Linked DNA regions of Mus musculus: region 1 is linked to region 2. Evidence: chromatin contacts called from public ChIA-PET data. All regions are on one chromosome and are shown on one strand. Each heading gives the region's core, a stretch centred on a gene start, on an enhancer-like site or on the middle of the called end of the contact. The rest is flanking DNA. Distances are from core to core; before and after follow the strand shown. Region 1 overlaps Vwa8 (von Willebrand factor A domain containing 8). Region 2 holds the start of Mtrf1 (mitochondrial translational release factor 1).

Evidence for each region. ChIA-PET counts read pairs in DNA pulled down with a chosen protein or histone mark.
Region 1: an RNA polymerase II ChIA-PET map of memory CD8 T cells shows a contact between it and region 2, with 9 read pairs. The contact joins the enhancer-like site here to the promoter of Mtrf1 in region 2. A contact is called at or near these places in 15 of 39 promoter capture datasets (the 3T3-L1 cell line, 3T3-L1-derived adipocytes, the C10 cell line and 8 more), 1 of 15 datasets of contacts at CTCF or cohesin (large pre-B cells), 20 of 484 Hi-C or Micro-C datasets (CD4 T cells, CD8 T cells, the G1E-ER4 cell line and 13 more), 19 of 115 datasets of contacts at active chromatin or transcription factors (DN3 thymocytes, the HPC-7 cell line, the SCID.adh cell line and 14 more) and 3 of 9 other capture datasets (adipose tissue, liver and pancreatic islet).

What each region holds. Positions count from the first base shown.
Region 1 is chr14:79,125,501-79,128,200 of GRCm38.p6, forward strand. All of the region lies in intron 37 of Vwa8 (von Willebrand factor A domain containing 8), which reads left to right. All of the region lies in intron 1 of Gm30970 (a long non-coding RNA gene), which reads right to left. Among named protein-coding and RNA genes, the nearest start is that of Gm30970, 8.4 kb to the right of the region's middle. Within about 2 kb of position 1,376, at least 17 of the 459 cell types and tissues checked have an H3K27ac peak or open chromatin away from gene starts, as enhancers often do. A contact at or near this core is called in CD8 T cells and memory CD8 T cells, where this site is marked.
Region 2 is chr14:79,396,400-79,399,311 of GRCm38.p6, forward strand. Mtrf1 (mitochondrial translational release factor 1) reads left to right here and starts at 1,373. Exons shown (of 11, transcript NM_145960.4): 1 at 1,373-1,637.

The DNA.
Region 1 (2,700 bases), core at 126-2,625, 270 kb before region 2:
CTCTTATTTAACCTGGAGCTCACTGATTCAGCTAGACAGCCAAGCCAGCAGCTCCAGAGACTATCCTGTGCTGGGATTACAGATGTGCACCAATCGCCCATGGGTTCTAGGGGACTGAACTTAGGCTTCATGGCAAGCACGTCACCAACCGAGCCATCATCCGAGCCCCTGAAGTGTGCAACCTCTGAATAAGCTGTCTCTGCTAATGTCACCCTCCCAAAAGAATGACAATTAAAAAACAGTCAGTTGGCTATCTGCACTAGAAGAGTTTTGACCCTCAAAGGAAAGTCTTGTATGAGAAGCATTGTATGAGGTGGCATAACCTGAAAGATGGGACACAGTGTGGGTCCTGTTGAAGCCACAGGTACAGAGAAATGTCCTCCAGCCTGTAATCCAGGAAGGAGGTCCTCGTTCCTGAACCGTTAGCACGTCTCCCTGAGGACTCATGCCACCTCTTAGGACTTAATTTCTTTTTCTATAAAATCGGGTATATTATAATCTTAGCAGGGATATACAAAGAACCCCTGTCTCAAAAAATCCAGAAACCAAAAACCAAAACGAAAAAGAAAAAGTAAGAAAGGAAGGAAGGAAGAGAGAGAGAGAAAGATCATGATAGCCACTACTTTCGGTATGTGCTTCTCTTTCCATTTTGAGGTTTAAGTAATTTGGCCACAGTTGCTGTGCTAGTGAAGAACAGAGCTGTAATTTCAGCCTGGTTCTCTCTGCTGTAGAAGCCTATGGGTCAGTCCCTTTCCTGTTGCTGTGGCAAAATGTCTGACAAGGGCTCATTTGTGCTCGAAGTTCAGCGGAATTCAGGTTAGTGGTAAGGAAGTCGCAGCAGCAAGAACATATGGCTGCCCCATTCTGTCCCCTGTAGGAGGGAGGGAGGGAAGGCTGCACTCAGCCAGCTTTCTCCTGAGACATCAGCCATGGGATGCCCACAGCTCACATTCAGGGCAGGTCTTCCCACTTCACATAACCAAATCTAGAAAGTCCCTCGCAGACACACCCAGAGGTTTGCCTCCTGGATCAGCGATTCTAGATCACTGGTTCTCAACCTGTGTGTCAGGACCCTCTTAGGGGTCACATATCAGATATCCTGCATATTATATATTTACATTACAATTCAGAACAGTAGCAAAATTACAGTTATGAAAAGGCAATGAGATAATTGTTTTCCATTGGTTGGGGGTCACTACACCATGAGGACCTGTATTAAATGGTCACAGCATTAGGACAGTTGAGAAGCACTGGTCTAGATCCTGTCAAGTTGATGGTGCTAGCTGTCTGCCTTGTTTTTATTCTCTCCACCATTTAGCTTCCCTAAGGCCTAAAGACTAAGTACGTAGAGGTGGTACTCTCAGAGAAGACTACAAAAGAGTTTGATCAAACGCACACAAATTGGTATTGGTGACACAGGTGTGACACAAGCCAGGAAGGTCTCAGGCCAACAAGGCATTGTGCATCTCAGAATCCAGACTTCTAAATGAAATCTCCTTCATTTGAAATTTAGGCAGCAACATCAGGGTTTCTAGTAGTTTTAAGGAGAATGGCAAAACTCTCCCTACTGACTTCTGTTTCCTCTTAGCAGGGTGGGCACACAGCAGGAGACAAAGCCAAGCTCTCCCCAAGCTTTGTCAAGCTGTTGAATTTGTTACCCCTCCCTACAGACTCTTAGCTTCTCCAGAAAAACCTTAAACATTTATTTGAAGAGTATGTAATCTGGGGAACTGGCAAAATATGTCCCTGGTTTTGTTGAGCTGACAAACATGTTTTGTCTTTTTTTTTGGTTTTGGTTTTGGTTTTGGTTTTTCAAAACAGGGTTTCTCTGTATAGCCCTGGCTGTCCTGGAACTCACTTTGTAGACAAGGCTGGCCTCGAACTCAGAGATCTGCCTGCCTCTGCTTTCTGAGTGCTGGGATTAAAGGCATGTGCCACCAAGCCCAGCACATGTTTTGTCTTATTTTGTTTTGTTTTTAAGCATTTCTAGCATTTGAAAAATCAAAAATTGTATCAAGTAACTCATGAAAATTAAATGAAGTTCAGATTTTGGTATCCACATAAAGTTTTATTGGAGCACAGCTATGTTCGCACGGTAGTACCTGTTCCTGCTTTGTGTTAGAAAGGCAATGCTGGGTAAGTTGCAACACGATCCACCAAGGATGAAGTGTGTGCCATCTGGCCTTTACAGAAAAAGGCGAGAACTCTGGTTTAGAATTCAAAATCAAAAAAGATGGGCAGTGACCACCCGCCTCCCAAGATAAGGTAAAAATAGAATTGTGTAAGTCTGAAAGGGGAGAAGAAAAGGAAAATTATTAGTTTTCCAAAAAGCTACCTCAGTATAAGATTCAAAATATTTTTTATTGTATTCATTGTGGGGGAAATCTGATCTGGGCCAGAATGGTGTTCTAGAATGTTCTGTATTTTATGAATGAAAAAGCAAGATTCTTTACTCCTAAGAAGAATGCTGACCACGAAGCCAGACCACTGTCCTCCCGACCTCAGACATGCACTGTGGGCTCCGTGCCTTCAGTCCACCCACTGCTGGGCCCCAGCCTTCATAGCTGAGGGCCGCTTTGTCTCCACATGGCTGGTGGGCCAGCAGCCTTCCCTGATCACACAGTGATCGTTCACTCTGATCTGTCTGGAAGGCAGGCCTCCCAACCCAAAGCTGGTGCCTGAAGACTGTGCCCCCAGTAC
Region 2 (2,912 bases), core at 123-2,622:
TAGTTTTCTCTTCTGCAAATGGGTTTTTAAGATCATTATAGAGCCGGGCGTGGTGGTACATGCCTTTAATCCCAGCACTTGGGAGGCAGGGACAGGCAGATTTCTGCGTTTGAGGTCAGCCTGGTCTACAAAGTGAGTTCCAGGACAGCCAGGGCTACACAGAGAAACCCTGTCTCGAAAAAAGAAAAAGAGTATTATGGAACTATATGAACTAATAGGTTTAAAGCATTCAAACTAGTGACTAGTATATAGTAGGCAGAAGTAACTACCTTGAAGTGCATACTAGTAAATGTTAAATATTATTTTGTTGTATGTTGGTTTCTATCTTTTTCTCTCTTTCCACCATTTTTACTCACCCCTCCCTATTTGTGTTTGTTTTTGAGATAGGGTCTTGTGTCTCTAAACACACACGTAAACAACACTATCTTTAAAAATTCTAATTCATAGATATAGTTATCTATTTTGGGGTCCTGTTATGATTTTTTTTTAAATACAAATTTATAGCTCTCTTTGTCATTGTTCTTTTTTTTTTTCTTTTTAAAGTTTTATTTATTTATTATATGTAAGTACACTGTAGCCGTCTTCAGACACTCCAGAAGAGGGCATCAGATTTCCTTACGGATGGTTGTGAACCACCATGTGGTTGCTGGGACTTGAACTCCGGACCTTCGGAAGAGCAGTCGGCGCTCTTAACCACTGAGCCATTTCGCGAGCCCCTATAGTTTTTTTCAGTCAATGTTTTAAACAATACTGGCTAAAAGTGTAACAATTAACAATTCAGAATCTCCTAAAATTGTTTTTGTTTGTTTGGGTTTTTGTTTTGTTTTGTTTTGTTTGTTTTTGTTTGTTTTTTTTTGGGACAGGGTTTCTCTGTATAGCCCTGGCTGTCCTGGAACTCACTTTGTAGACCAGGCTGGCCTCGAACTCTGAAATTCGCCTGCCTCTGCCTCCCAAGTGCTGGGATTAAAGGTGTGTGCCCCCACGCCCCGCTAAAATTGTTAATGATTGGGGGGAGGGAGGTTCCATTTAAAAAACAAACCCCCAAGTCTGTGGATATAGCTCAATGATAGAGCTCTTGTCTTAGCGTGCATGAGTCTCTAGCCTTAACCTCCTGCACTCTGAAACAAAACAAATCAGTAACTTAGAAACTACTGCTTCAAGGGTTGGTAACACGTAAAGAAATTCTTGAGATTTCGCCTATCACATACTGTAGAATTTGATGTGTAAATTAGGGAAAAGGTTCGCTTCTAGGTTTATAAGTATCTGAAAACCCTAAATTTAGGGAGAAAGATGGAGTAAAGGGTCTTAGGGTGGGAAACAAGAAAGCCTGGGGAAGGGTAAACTACAACTCCCAGGATTCCTTGGTTAGGGCACTAGGAGAGGGCGATCCACTTTGGACGTCGCAGCTTCCAGGAGTCAGCTCCAAATCCGTTCCACGCGTGGTCCTTCCAGAGCAGTATCCTACCCGCTTCGTCATTTCATTCTTGTTTACCGTTACGGACACCTAAGGACCATTTCTCTGCAAAGTGGAGGAGGAGCCAGGAACAAACCGTAACCCGGAAGCAGTAGCCTGGGACTGATCATGCTTGCAGTACCTTGAGCTGAAATGTTGCGGTGCACAGGAGGCTCAGTTATCAGTAAGAAACGAGAACGTCAATTTTCTTCTTTTACTTAGATATTCACAATTCTTTCTTGGCCGTAAGAGGGCTTTAAAAAAAATTCCTACTGCCCACTGGTGTTACTTCCGTATAGAATCCATAATACTGACTTACACAACATGATTTTCACATTCTACGCCTGGTGCCCGTTTACTGTCACTTTTAACACACCAGAAACCGAGAATTGCTTTTAAAATGTCGAGTAATACCGGGTTGTGGGGGTGATGTTGAAGCCTTGCTCTTTCTAGGTTTAGGTAGTTACTCATTCCACAGCTACTCCTAAACTGGAAATTTTAGCCAGAGCATTACTAAAATCTTCCATCCTTTTCTTCTTTCCACCGTCAAACGAATACTCCTGATGTACTCAAGGTTAGATATAAAGATGCACTTCTGGAGTATTAAATCTGTGGCTGCTGGGCATTCGTGAATTCTTTCACAGTCCAAATTTCAGCTGTTGATTTTTGTGAAATTTATTAATAGAACCCAGTATATGCTGAATCTCCTGAATATTTAGTTTTTAAAATGGTAATGCTAAGTTGGATTTAGCAAGACCAAAGGAGCTTATATATGAATGTGTTGCCAGGCACAGCAACAAACAGCAGTTATAATAAAGGCTGCTTCTGGTAATTTGTTGTGCTAAGGATCAAACCACAGATAGGCCTTGAGCATGTTGGGCCACTGAACTACATCCCCAAGCCATTCTGCTAAATTTTGACCCTTATTTCCAGTTTTAATATCAGGAGGAAAAACATTTTCCCTATCTTGCCCTTATCTGAAGGAAGAACAGATAATTATTGTGCATACCCAATTTCACCTAATCTGTCATTTTTTAAAAAAATATTTTTGTATGTGTGTGGGTAACTAACTGCATGTATGTATGTATGTATGTGTGTGTGTATGTATATCATATGTATGCTTGATGCCCAGGAAGCAAGGAGAGGGTGTGTCAGATCAGTCTCCTGGAACTGGAGTTAGGGACAATTTGTGACCCACTGTGCAGGTGTTGGCCTTGGTCCTCTGCAAGAGCAGCAAGTGCCATTTGGATGGATTTCTTTTGTCTTCTTTTAAAATATGTGTGATGGTTTGAATGAGACCATAGGCTCGTATATTTGAGTGTTTAGTTCCCAGTTAGTGGAACTGTTTGGGGAGGATTAGGAGATGTGGCCTTGTTGGAGGACATGTACCACAAGAGTGGCTTTGAGGTTTCAAGAGCACATGCCAGGCCAGGTCTCTGCCTGCAACTTAGAGATCAGA